Regions from separate parts of the Anser cygnoides genome. Here region 2 is linked to region 1. A link is a contact called in public Hi-C data. All regions are on one chromosome and are shown on one strand. The core of a region is the stretch at or near the end of the contact, and the rest is flanking DNA. Distances in the headings are between cores, read along the strand shown.

What was found. A called contact is a pair of places that touch in the nucleus more often than the background predicts.
Region 2: a Hi-C map of liver shows a contact between it and region 1, with 10 times the contacts expected there. The contact joins the promoter of FAHD1 here to the promoter of TRAF7 in region 1. A contact is called at or near these places in 2 of 7 Hi-C or Micro-C datasets (both in liver).

Annotation. Positions count from the first base shown.
Region 1 is chr15:1,419,368-1,425,576 of Taihu_goose_T2T_genome, forward strand. It overlaps TRAF7 (TNF receptor associated factor 7), which reads right to left and starts at 1,752. Exons shown (of 21, transcript XM_066977355.1): 1 at 1,596-1,752. It overlaps LOC125183298 (small nucleolar RNA SNORD60), which reads left to right and starts at 2,166; the gene lies at 2,166-2,252. It overlaps RAB26 (RAB26, member RAS oncogene family), which reads right to left. Exons shown (of 9, transcript XM_066977356.1): 8 at 6,089-6,165; 9 at 3,323-5,742. The coding sequence ends at 5,640.
Region 2 is chr15:1,841,565-1,847,890 of Taihu_goose_T2T_genome, forward strand. It overlaps FAHD1 (fumarylacetoacetate hydrolase domain containing 1), which reads right to left and starts at 4,580. Exons shown (of 1, transcript XM_013174962.3): 1 at 3,317-4,580. The coding sequence starts at 4,408. The coding sequence ends at 3,737. It overlaps HAGH (hydroxyacylglutathione hydrolase), which reads left to right and starts at 4,243. Exons shown (of 11, transcript XM_066977548.1): 1 at 4,243-4,261; 2 at 5,218-5,259. It overlaps MEIOB (meiosis specific with OB-fold), which reads left to right. Exons shown (of 15, transcript XM_066977544.1): 15 at 249-924. The coding sequence ends at 359.

The sequences.
Region 1 (6,209 bases), core at 502-3,001:
TTCCCGAGCTATTCGTAACGCCGAATATCAAGCGGCCTAAAAAGCAGCAACGCGGTCTGTGCTTGCGGAGGCACCCCGGGGAAAACCAGTTAGCACAGAGCTGCCGCGGAAAGGAAAAGCCTTCCTGGGGCAGGGAGCGGGGCCAGCCTGGGAGACAGGCCTGCAAGGCGGGGGGGTGCTGCCGGACACCTGCCCACGCAGCAGGGCGCCGTGTGCCCGCCCTGCCCCACGCAGCAGGGCGCCGTGCACCCAGAGCAGCTCCTCACGGGGCACAGCAGGCACAAACACGGTCACACTGCAGGAGCGACATCCCAGAGCGCGCAGCCCTCCCTCCTCGCAGCCCGGGTCAGCAAAGCTGCCCGCATTCACTCCCCGACCCAACGCCCTGGTCCCTCCAGCCCGGCTTAGGTCTCCCAGTGCTGCGTGGTACAACTGAACCTCCCCCGTCACGGAACTTTCCTTCCTGCCGGCGGCTTCACCTGCAAGCGATCTCCTGCCGCCTGCTGCGCTGAACCAAAGCAGGCAGGCACCGGAATGCGTTGCCCAGGGAGGGGGTGGCGTCACCGTCCCTGGGGGCATTCAAGGGAAGGCTGGACGTGGTGCCTGGGGACGTGGATTAGGGGGTGACATTGGTGGCAGGGGGACAGTTGGACCAGATGATCTTGGAGGGCTCGTCCAACCCTAATGATTCTGTGAAACCACAACGCGGGAGCTTTGTGTTGTCGTGGCTGGATTTACCCTGGGCTTTCTCACGCTGCACCCACGGTGACTTCGGGGTCAGCAGGCTGCAGAGCAGTGCCCTGATCCTACAGTTTCCTGCGTGACCCTTGGGAAATCCCCAAGCCCTTTGATGTCCCGCTCCTCCAGCTGTGCAGCGAGGGCAGAGCTGTGCGTTCTGCGTGCTCCCTTTGGGCTCGCAGTCAGTGGGCGTCTGTGCAGCGCTGACATGATGCAGCCCCGGATTCTGGGGGTGCCCCCGGCACTGCCGCTTGCAGCGGCGGAAGGCAGCGATTCGCGGTGGCAGCGACGAGTGGAGCCGTGTCAAACAGCCGGCAGGAGAGCCCTGCCGAAGGGCTCCGGCCGGGGAGCCGCACAGACGCAGCGCGGGGCGCCCAGGCCCGGAGCAGGGCGGGCAGCCCCCGGCAGGGTTACCCGCACAGCCCTTCCCCCGAGCTGCCGCCGCGCCTCGCGCGGCCCCCGGGGAGCTACGCAGGGCCCGTGGGGGACGGCCCCACCTCACGCCCCTCTCCCGCAGGGGCTTCCCGGAGCCCCCCCCCCACCCCGGCTCACCCGGCCCTCCGCAGACCGAGCACCCCGCACCGGGCCCCGCAGCCCCCTACCGGCAGCACGGAGCGCTCGGGGCGGCTGCAAAGGAGCCGAGCTCGGCCTGCCGGGGCTGAACCCGGGCACCCGCCGGCGCTGCCGGTGCAGGAGCAGCCGCTGCCGGCCCAGCGGCCCTCACGGGGCACCGGGTGTGGGGGGGGCCACAACCAGCGGGCCTGGCACCACCGCCCGGCGAACCCCCGCCGCTGCCCCAGGCCCGAGCCCGGAGCGCGAGGCCCGGCCCGGCCCCGCCGCCCCGCCCCGCCCCGTACCTGGCAGCGGCGGCGGCCGGAGCTGCGGCACCCGGCCCCGGCACATCGCGGCCCCGGGCCTGCCCCCACTCGTCCCGCGGCCCCGCTGCCGCCCGGGCCGGAAGCGCCGCTCTCGGTGCTCCTCGGGATTTGTAGTCCCGCGCTCCGACCTTCGCCCGCTCCTCACCGCGCCTCCGAGACGCCGGGACTACAGCTCCCAGCGGCCCGCGCGGCCCAGCGCTGATTGGCGCGTCCGCGGTCGGTCGGTGTTACAATCGCTGTCGCTACTGGCTTCGCTCGGCCTCCTCCGGGGGCCAATCGGGCGGCGCCGAACCGCGCCTCGGCCCGCACCGCGCCACTGGGGAGAGGAGGAGCGGCAGCCAATGAGCGCCGGCAGAGGGGTGAGGGCGATCACCCCAACTGCTGGCGATTGGCTGAGCCCGCAGGCAGTCTGGCCAATAGCAGCGTTGTGGTGGTTATAAATAGCCTGGCGGGGGCGCACTTCGTCCTTTCCGGCGGAGAGGTAGGTGAGGGGTGGGCGGCGAGGGGGGCGGCGGGGCCGGGACCGCCACACGGGGCCGGGCCTGGGCGAGCCGGGGATGATCCGATCCTTTCTGACACCTCGTCTGAGGGCGGCGGGCGGCCGCGGCCCCTGCTGACGCATCGCGGCTGAGGCTCGAGGGAGCGGCGGGCCGGGCGGCGCGGGGCGCGGCGGGCTGCTCTCACCGCGCCGCCTTCTCTCCGCAGGGCCGGCGGGACCCGCACCGCAACGGCGGCACGGGAAGGGAGGCCTGAGGGCCCGGCGGTCGCCGTGGAGTTCCGGGCGGTGAGGCGCACACGTGTGCGGTGACCTGCTGCTCCTGAGCCGGCTCGGGAAGCTGCAGCTGTGCGGGGCCACGAGGCGCTTTGGGGCAAGTGAAACCGGGCTGGAGTAACGGCCTGGTGCGCCTCGTGTAGCTGCGACCCCGGGCGTAACGTAGGCGTCAGGCTGAGAACACAGCAAGGGATGCACCCGAGTACGGTTAAAAAACTCTTCTGGGGTTGCTGTATCTAACAGCGAAGCTGATGCTTTTCATGCTGTACAGTTAAAAGAGTCAGTGCGGTTTTTCAAGAACACAGCATCAGCTGCAGAATTCCGTGAAACAAATCAAAGTTATTTTTTCCTCTGCCACGTGGTAGCCTACAGCAAAAGTAATGGCAGGCAGTGGATGCAGTAGTACAGGTAAACAAAAGGACTCACAGGCAGCAGGCCTCACAGTGCTAGGTTGTGTAGGTGAATGATTTAAATCTTTTTTTTTTGAATTTAATAAGTTGTTCAGGTCTTTGTTATTTCCATATTCTCAAATCAAGCTCAGCCTTGTAACTTTCAAACTGCTTGCTGCTGCATCCCCACTTTGGGTTCTCTATTGGGCTGGTTCTACAGCTTACAGATTTAATAAAGTTTTCAAAAGACTTCTGGTTTTGTCTCTGTTCTTTACAAATTCTATGCATAACGCACAAAACCATAGACTTAACAGAATTTTGCATCTGGGCACACAGCAAATCATTGCTATTATTGAAGGAAGCTGTTGTACGATGTGTGCTGCAGCTCAGCTGTAGTCTGGGTCCCTTGAATTCCTGGTGGGTGCAGGGGGGTACCTGGGCCCATGCTGGTAATGCAACCATCCAGGTAGGCTCAAGAATGAGCTGAACTATTTGAATGATCGAACAGTTCGGGTATGAGACAAAAACACCACTGTAGCCGCGAGGATTATTAAAAAAATTTATTAACAGGAATGAAACAAAAGCTGTAAACGAGCCAGCGAAAATGAGAAGTGCATGTCATGCCAAGTCCTCGGCTTGCTTGAATGCACTGAACCATTCTGCATCGCTTGGGGGCAGTAGAGGCCCATGTAAAAAAAAAACCAAAGAAGAGCGGAGGGGTGCTTCAGCAGTAAGGTTGGTGTGCGGGCAGCGGGAGGGGAGTGGTGCACAGGGACCTTGTGGCGGGGTAGATGGGGGTTGAGTGTCCCTTCAGTTTGGGGGGGTTAGGAAGTTCCCCAAATGCGGTTCTGGTTCTGCTGTACTAGTTAGGTCCTGACAGGCATACCCAAAAAGTAGTGCTCACATCTGCTCTATTTAAATTATTTTTAGATTGTTTTTGGTCCCACCCCGAAGTACCGAGTTAGGAGCTGTCAGCTTTTTCAGGATGGCCAAAGGTGTCCTGCCTGTGAGGAGGGGGAAGGAGGTAGTGTCTGTGCAGTGACTGGCACCTTGGGGCAGGGGCTGTTCTTACACCGTGAGTTATTCTGAGAAAACACCAAAGGCAGGTTTGGGAACAGACCCAGGCGTTTGAGCTGCCTGCTGCTCTTCTGTGCCTCTGGTGGGATGCCTCTGGTGCTGGGAAGGGTTGATGAGGAACAGGAGGCTGCCCTCGCTGCCTCCCCCCCGGGCCCTGCATGGTGCTGCCAGCAGGGAGCAGGCTCTGCCCAGCGATGCACATCAGTGGGGGCTGCTCCAGGCTGGTTGCTGCAAACATTCCCCCGGGAACAGGGTTTTTAACAAAATTTAAGTCGGGTAACAGACATTTCTCCCTAACAAGCTATGCAGGAAAAATGCTCTGTTCTCAGCAGGTTTATTTTAGGCTCCGTACCATCGTTGTGCTGGACCCACTCTAGCTCTGAGTGCTGCGCATTTTACTGTGGCTCGCCAAGAAGTGCAGCTCCGAGGGGTCTGCTCTGTGGCTGCCTTCCTGAACCATGCACCGAGGGACTTTGTGCCCTTGGGGAACGCTGTGCTGCAGCTCAGGCTGGCACCCCTGCTGCGACAAGGGGCGGGTGCAGCTAAATAACTGCTGGGAGCTGGTGTTCTGCCAGCTGGGAGTGAGGGACGGCTTGATTTAAGTGCCCTGTTTATAGGGGCAGCGCACGGAGGGGCAGTGCAGCAGGGCACCTGGTGTCGTGCAGGTGGAATTTTTTTAATAAGAAAATTGCCAGAGGCCAAACACTTCCTCCAAAGTTGTAATTTGTACGTGGAAGTGCAACTTTAACAAAAGCAAAAGCCACGTGCCTGGCACAGACAAAAGGGCTGAGGAGTCCCTTGAAGAGAGCTGGCAGAAGTCTCAAACCTGCACGGTCAATGCCTACAGCAGCCTCCTCGGCTTTCTTCCTTTAGAAGAAAGAGCTGTCCCAAGAGAACTTCGGAGCAAAGCACTGTTGCAGTCTAAAAAAGCTATCGGGCTTACATGAAGGGATCAGGAATAAGCTGCAGTACATTAGCTTTCTTCTCATTAAAGTACAAGAAATGGCTGTAGTGAGAGAACCAAAGCCTTCGCCGAACAGATAAACAGTCAGGAAACCTCTGTACAACAGATGTTTGCGGGAGCTTACTCAAACGGACATCTAAGCTCTTGTCTTCTGCGGGGAAGAGGAGAAATCTTCATCGAGGAGCTATGTTACAACACGGGAAGGACTGACAGACAGAAATAAGCAGCTAAAAAACGGTTGCCTTGAAAACAAAGCTTTCCTGTGTGCCCCAGGCCAAGGATCTGATCAGCTGAATTCCGGGTACGTGGGAAAAGTGAATTCAGGATTTTTTCCCACCCAGATTTTGGTGGGGAGCAGGCACTCGCGCCCCTAGGCCCCATCATTCCTCCTCGCATTAAAGCAACCCCAGGGTGCTCCTGGCTGAGCGCCGTCGCTGCTGAACCGGTGGAGGAACCTGGAGGGAGCCATGGCCACACCGACCAAGCCCTTTCCCCGCGTCCCCTCCTGCCTGCACCGGGCAGAGCGGCTCCGAGCCGGGCGGGAGCAGAGCAGCCCGGCCAGGGAAATGCATTTCCCTCTGGGGAGCCGTGGTGTGGGTGGGTGCTGTGGGGTCTGGGGAGCGTGCCTGGCACGTGGTGCAGCACGGCCGGCCTCGGCGCCGGCCCATAGAGCTTTTCCTGCTGCTGCCTTCACCCCACAGGTCTCAGCTCACCTTGTACGCAGATACAGACACAAGACAGACATGCACACACTGTCCACGAGGAGAGAGCGCGGCGCACAAACACGTGGCATGAGTCTCTGTACAAATGCACCGAGCGCATTAGGACCGGCAGCAGCCCGAGCCCCTCACTTCCTTCTTCACGTAGTCGTGGAGCTTGAATTTGGGCTCGTTGGGCAGCTTCATGGACCTGTGCTTCAGTTCCCTGCAGGAAGGGGGAAAACATTACCTTTCTGCCCACCTACTTCTAAGCTGCCTGGAGCAGCTCCGCTGAGCCATGACCTGGTCTAAGTGCTTCGTTAAACCCCCGAGGAAGCATCCTGCAGCTCATGCAGGATGGGTAAGCACTTCCCCAGAGAATAAAGCAGTGCGTGATGCAGCTGGCCTTTCTCTCAGGTCTCCCACTGAAGAGCCTGCCCTCCCTGCAGCACCAGCTTGGTGGCGATGCAGGGGATGGTGTCGCGCACGGCCTGGCAGTGGCCAAGGGGAGCAGGCACTGAGTGCTCCGCACCCGGCAGGGGCGCGCAGCACGGCCGCGACCGCTCACTTACTTTGCGATGGCTGTGAACGCTAATTCGACGTTCAGGCCGCTTTTTGCGCTGGTCTCCATGAAGGGCACGCCGTACTCCTGCAGGACGAGACATGGAGGAGGTCAGGGAGGCCCACGGGGAC
Region 2 (6,326 bases), core at 3,330-5,829, 430 kb after region 1:
TCTTCCTTCTCCTCCACCATCTGCTTCTATTTCCAGGAAATAATGAAAGTGTTTTACTTCAATAGTAAGAGGTATATAACATAAAATCTGTGTATTCACGTTTAAAATAAAGTAAAATACGTATAAGTAAATCTGTCAATTAAATATGCTGTGTGATATTTGAAAATAATATATATCAAAATACTATAAATCAGATTAAAAAAAAAAAAGAAAAAAACAACAACAAAGACCTTGAATTATTTTTACAGATCACTTTGTCACCCAGTTGGAGAACTGGTCTGAAGGTGAATATACTTTCATGCAAACTGGCAGACCCTACAGAGGCAAGTCAGAGCTTGTTGGGAAAAAGAAAGAGATGAAACCATGTGGACTGATAACAGCTGGGAAAAGACCATTTCCTCACTATGTTATTAGAGGTAGAAGGTTGTTGTTGTATTTTGCTAAGTATGTTCTGATGGTAGAGAAGGAATATGCATTACTAATTGTTTTAAGTGGTCTTCTGTGGTGATATTTTTTTCGAGTGTTTGTACTTTGAAAAGTAGACTAAGTCCTTGGCCTAAGAAAAGTTAGTTCTGGTGAATTCATCCCTTTGGGGGTGGGAAGTAGAAGCTTTCTTCACTCAGTTCAGAAAACACTTGAAAAAAACCAGAAATAACAATCATACAAGACAAATCTCTTGAGCTTTGTTTAACTGCTATGCTACTTTTGTGTTACTTCCGTGTTGTTCCAATAAATAAAAAAAGTATATCCCCTTTCAAGTATTGTCTGTGTTTGTGGTGTACATTGTTAAGTCCAAACACGGAACTTTTGGCAACTGAGGTGAGTTGGAAATAGACAAGATTTTTATAAGGCTGCTTTTCTTCAGGACAGGCTAAGTTTTATTAGAACAGACTAATAATTACCAGGGACCCCTGACAATCAACAAATCAAGTTAAGACTGTAGGTGGCAGAAAAGAGAGTGATTCTTCTTCCCCAGCACAGTAGTTTTTAGCTGAACATAAAGAACCCAGGTATGTACATTTTGCCTTTCTCCAGGTATTTTTTTTTGTCTAAACAACATGGCAGAAAGGAAGCGATGGCAGAAACAGTGAATTTTGACAATCACTACACTCACATTGTACCTTTGCACTTTTGTGAGTCAGAACAAAGGTTTAAATGTACAAATATCGCATGTGTTGGGTCACTGCATCTCTGCTATTGCAGCAATAAACAACTGCAGACTATTAGCTGTTACATCTGGAAAGTGTTGAATGCTTCCAATAATTTTAATCACAACTCAGCTCTGCAATCGATACACAGTGTTTAAGACCAAATTACAAATAGTGCATTGTTGCTGTTGCCATAGACAGTAATGTTTTACAGGCACAAAGGAAAGGAAACAGTAAAGAGAGTGAGTTTCATCCTTCTTCCGTCAGAATTATTCACCCTAACTTCCCTGTTCAGACCAGCTCAGTTTGCTCACTTTGCTGTTTGGCCCAGCTTTTCATTGACTTGCAACAAATTCAGAGCACAGCGTTCCCACTGACTCAAGGAACATTTTGATTTCTACAAGGCAGAGGCTGGTTTTGTTCAGAAGCAATAGCTGAATGTTTATTTCAATTGGCCTTGATTCCTTAAGCGTTGTTTATGTAAAATCTGAATTATGTTCACAGCATTTAGTTATTATAAGGTCTCATCATATAAAAAATTTTTACACACGCTTTAAGCCATTGGCTGATGTTAAAATGCAGAGAACTGAGATGTGTGTGTGTTGGCAGGATTAGTACCTGGTGGTGTTTGGGCATGCAGAGATGTGCTTAAGATGCATGCAGCTGGACAAGCAAAACAGAAAGTGATAGAAAAAAATACATGTTTTGTTATACAACATGTTCTCCTTTCTTTTACCATATGATTGGCAGTATACTGGAGCATGCTGCTCTTTAGCAGAGGTACTTGTCTTTGGGCTGCCATAATTTGTTCTGTAAGACTTCGAATGTACATTTTGAAACAAAACTTCTAGCAGTTATTAAGATCTGGCTTCAGCATTTCGCTTCAGCATTCACAATTATTAAAAAAAAATCCATCTGTTTTTCTCAGAAATTGGATAACTGTGCAGCCTTTGAAAATGGTAAGTGGTAAGTTTTGATGTTCATGGGGAGAGTTTTTTTATTAATATTTTATAACTTGTTTCGTCACTCCTTTGATTTGAAAGAGAGCTCACTGTCATGTAAACTGGTAGAAAATGTAAGATCAGTTGGAGTTTGGAAACGGGACGTGGCTTTTTAACAGCTGGAAATATTTTTTAAAAAACCTTCAACTGTTGCACTGTGTTATGTAAGTAATGGTAATTGCTGCAGTTAGATTTTGATAAAGCATATTTAAATCAGTGAAAGTAAAGACAAGTTTACTGGTGATCTTTACCAATGAGCTTCTTTATCTTTTGTATTATTATACTTTTAGAAGTATATTTAAAGTTTAGTTTAAGAAAATAATCTGCCAGGCATCTGGCACACTTCTGCTGCATAACGCTCCTTGGAGTGGGAGGGAAAGCAATCCTCTTTTAATTTGTACACTTGAAAAATGCATGGAGGAATCATGAAACTCCTGTGAAAACATCTTTATATTGCAGAGTACTCCGAGGAGAGAGATTCTTTCTGAAGCTGTAATTCTTGATTTACTGTTGCATGTGCACCTTTGATTTTATATAGCATGGGTGAGCCTTAGCTCCTAATTTTTATTTACAACCCCAAATCCTCAATCTTGGAAATAAAACCACTGAAAGGAGCCCCCACCCCATGTGACATGTGAGCCTAGGCTTTGAGAATGCCCAAGCGTTACTTTCAAAGTGGTGGCCTACTAAGGGACTAATTAAAACCCTAGATATCTATGGGTTTATAGATTATTCACTGTAATGATGAAAACATATGCAGTGCTTTGCAAAGGCACCTTTCCCCATAGGCTTTTCCACGTTTCATCACAGCTCTTTTTGTTGCAGCTCCCCAGTGATGATGGGCCACAGCACCCAGGTGCAGAGCACCTCTGACTGCTGTTTTGTTGCCCATGAGCCAGCTCTTGGAGCACCAAGCTGCGAAGACCCCACCTTGACAGCTGCCAGGGCATGTAGCTTCACACCCTGGGTGGATTCCAGTCCTCAGGTTAAACTTTTATTTCTCGTTGTGTACGTACGTTTTTGCTGCTTCAATACCTCTGTGCAAGGAAGCCAAGTATATGGGAGACCTGGGAGCCAGGACATGGAAGCCTTCCTGCTAACAAGCAGGTACCAAGGGGAGAGCTGCAGTCCTTACCAGGATCCCAGAGCACTTTCCATACATCACCATTTTAATGTTTCACTTTTTATTTTTTATTTTAAGGCAATATATAGAACAGAAGGGCGCACACACACAGTGAGAGTCTTGCTGCTGCATTTCCTGCCCTGTGTTCATCTCCCAGCACAGTCTGCACAGAAAGTTCCAAGGTACCGTTTAGGTATTAACCAGCTGCCCCACGCTGGGTTGGACTCCTGGCCTGGCCTCCGCTGTACAGCCTCGGAGGAGGCTGAAACCTCCATGGAAATGGGGTTGTTTTGGCCAAAGGTCTTCAGAGCTCATGCGCTACGTGTCCTTGACAACTGACAGTCCAGTAGATGCTTAGGCCATATAAATTTAATTCACGGGACAGTTTGTGTGTCTCTTCGTTCACCAGATACTCCCCAAAAGGCCTTTTCCTACACAGACAGGGGTCCCAGCCGGGCTCTCGGTTAGGACCGCCGCGTTTGCTGTGCCACCTTGAACCGCATGGTCAGGATGTCGCTTATCCCAGCCTCTATCTCATCGTTTACTTGCACAGACCCAACTCCTTCGGGAGTCCCCGTCAGAATCAAATCCCCTTCTTCCAGGGTGACAATTTCGCTGATGTAGCTGATCAGGTAGGGGATGGAGAAGATCATAGAGGAGGTCTCCCCCTCCTGCCTCAGCTTTCCATTCACCTTGAGCCAGATCTTCAGCTTGTGAGGGTCCGGGATCTTCTCCTTGGGCACAAATTCACTGACCGGGCAGGACGTGTTGAAGGCCTTGGCCAAGGTCCAGGGCAAACCCTTCTTTTTACACTCTTCCTGGGTGTCCCTGGCGGTCATGTCCAAGCACAGGGCGTAGCCTGCCACATGCTCCATAGCAGCCTGCTGGGTCACGGCCTGGGCTCTCTTCCCGATCACCACCCCCAGCTCCACTTCGTGGTGCAGGCTGTCGCAGTAGTAAGGCCGGAGAATGGGGGATCCTTCCCGCAGGTAGGCGGAGGAGGGCTTGAGGAAGAAGAGGGGCTCTGAGGGCGGCGCGCTCCCCATCTCCTTGGCGTGCTCGGCGTAGTTGCGCCCCACGCACACGATGTTCCTGCCCCACTCCCAGAAGCGGGCCAGGGGCCGGGAGGAGGCCATGGGCTCGGCGGCTCCTTCACCGGGATGCCCTTGGGGTGTCCTTGCCGGGCCCGGAGGCGCAAACCCTGCCTGCAACGGCGAGCTCCGACCTCCCTCCTTCCTTCCTTCCTTCCTTCCTTCCTTCCTTCCTTCCTTCCCCTGCCTGCTCCCTCCCAAGGACAGGCCGCCTACCCCCCCCCCCCCCGCCTCCTTACCCAGCCCCTCCACGGGGGTTGGCAAACGGCTCGGTTGGGGAAAAAAAAAAGGAAAAAAAAAAAAAAAAAAAGGGCCTGGCCCGGGCGTGCAAGGAGGAGGCGGGCGGCGGCCGGGTGGGAGCAGCGCCGCCCCCGTTGTACGCCGGGGCCGGGGCCGGGGCCGGGGCTGCCGCCGCCGCCGCCGCCTCCCGGGGCGGGGAGCGAAGGTAACCGGGCCGGGCCTGCACCATGCGCGGCGGGGGCTGGCGGAGCCTCGGCACCGCCCTGCGAGCTGGGGCCCTGCTCCGAGCCGGTACGTGGGGAGGGAGGCTCGCCCGGAGCCCACCTGCCCCGGCGGGCACGGAGCGGGGGGCGGCCGGGGGCTGCCCTCGGGAGGGGGGCGGCCGGGGGGTCCCCCTGCCTCCGGGGGGTTCCCCTTGCTCGGGGGGGTCCCCTTACTCCCGGGGGTCCCTTCCTCCGGGGGGGGTCCCCCTTGCTCCGGGGCTGGGCTGGCGGCCTGGGGGGCGCAGCGGCCCCGCAGCCGGCCCCGGGGGGACGTGGGCGCCTGCGGACCCCCCCCAGCCCCGGCGAGCTGCCGAGTTTGACGATGGTTTCTCTTCTCCTTTGCCCACTCAGGGGTGCGCAGAGCTTTTTAAGCTGACTCACAGCCCCAAGTAGGTCAGTATCTGCTTAGCTGGAGCCTGTCTCTGGTGGTGGTTGGTTTTCTTTTTGTTTTTTTTCTTTTTTTTCTTTTTTTTCTTCTCCCCACTGATAACTGATCTCAGGGCTCCTGGAGTTTCTGGACTGCCACGGGTGCTGGTTATGGCTCTGGGGGACAGCGGGCTGGGAGCTGGAATTTTAACCTGAGCTCAACGCGAAATTGTATCGGTAACGTTTTTTAAAAAAAAAAAAAAAAAAAAAAGCCTGGGCTGTGCATTTAAATTTGCGGCCTGAATTCTGAAAGCGTCTCTTTGAACTGGAGCTTGGGCTGGGGCTTGACAGTGTCTCGGGCGAGTCTTGCCAGAGGCCTTTTGCATCACTCCAGCTTTAAGACCTGGCCTTCGTGAGCAAAAATCCTTGGGAGTTACTGCCCGGCTTGGAAACCCTGATGCTATCTTGGGAACAAGCAAACCGAGGGGCTGGCAGACCGAATTTCCCCACTGCAGGGTGTGCACGGGTCCCCGGGCTGGCTGCTGGCGGGGAGCAGGGGCAAGGCGAGCCGCCGTTCCCCGGGGGTGTGCAGCCAACACGGGCTCGCCCGGTGTCCAAAAATATCTGCGTGCAGAGCACATAAAAAAAAGTGAACGTGGTGTTTCTAATTATGTGGCAACGCAGGGATGTACGTCTGGGGATGCATGGGCGGTCACTTTCGTGTCTGTGACAGCTACATTTGAAAGAGCAATTTTCCACTCTTTGCTGTAATTAAAAAAAGAGTAAAACAAAAATACCGTGGAGAAAATGTATAAAGCACCCCTTCGCTGCAGTAACCTATTATTAAACTGCGCTGCTGCCTGCTTGCCCCTAACCTCGAGCGTGCATGCGGTAACATTAATGCTTCCCATGTGCGAACCCTTCCTCTCGGCGAGTCGGGCCGCGCTGACGAGCCGTTCCGCAACACCAAGCGTGCGATCCAGAGGCCTCTGCTGCTCCGCGAGCCCCTGTCACCTCTGCTTCAGGCATCGAGCCAGCGGGGATGTGGCGCAGAACGAGCGAAAATGAAATTACCGGACCTTGATTTTGGAGTA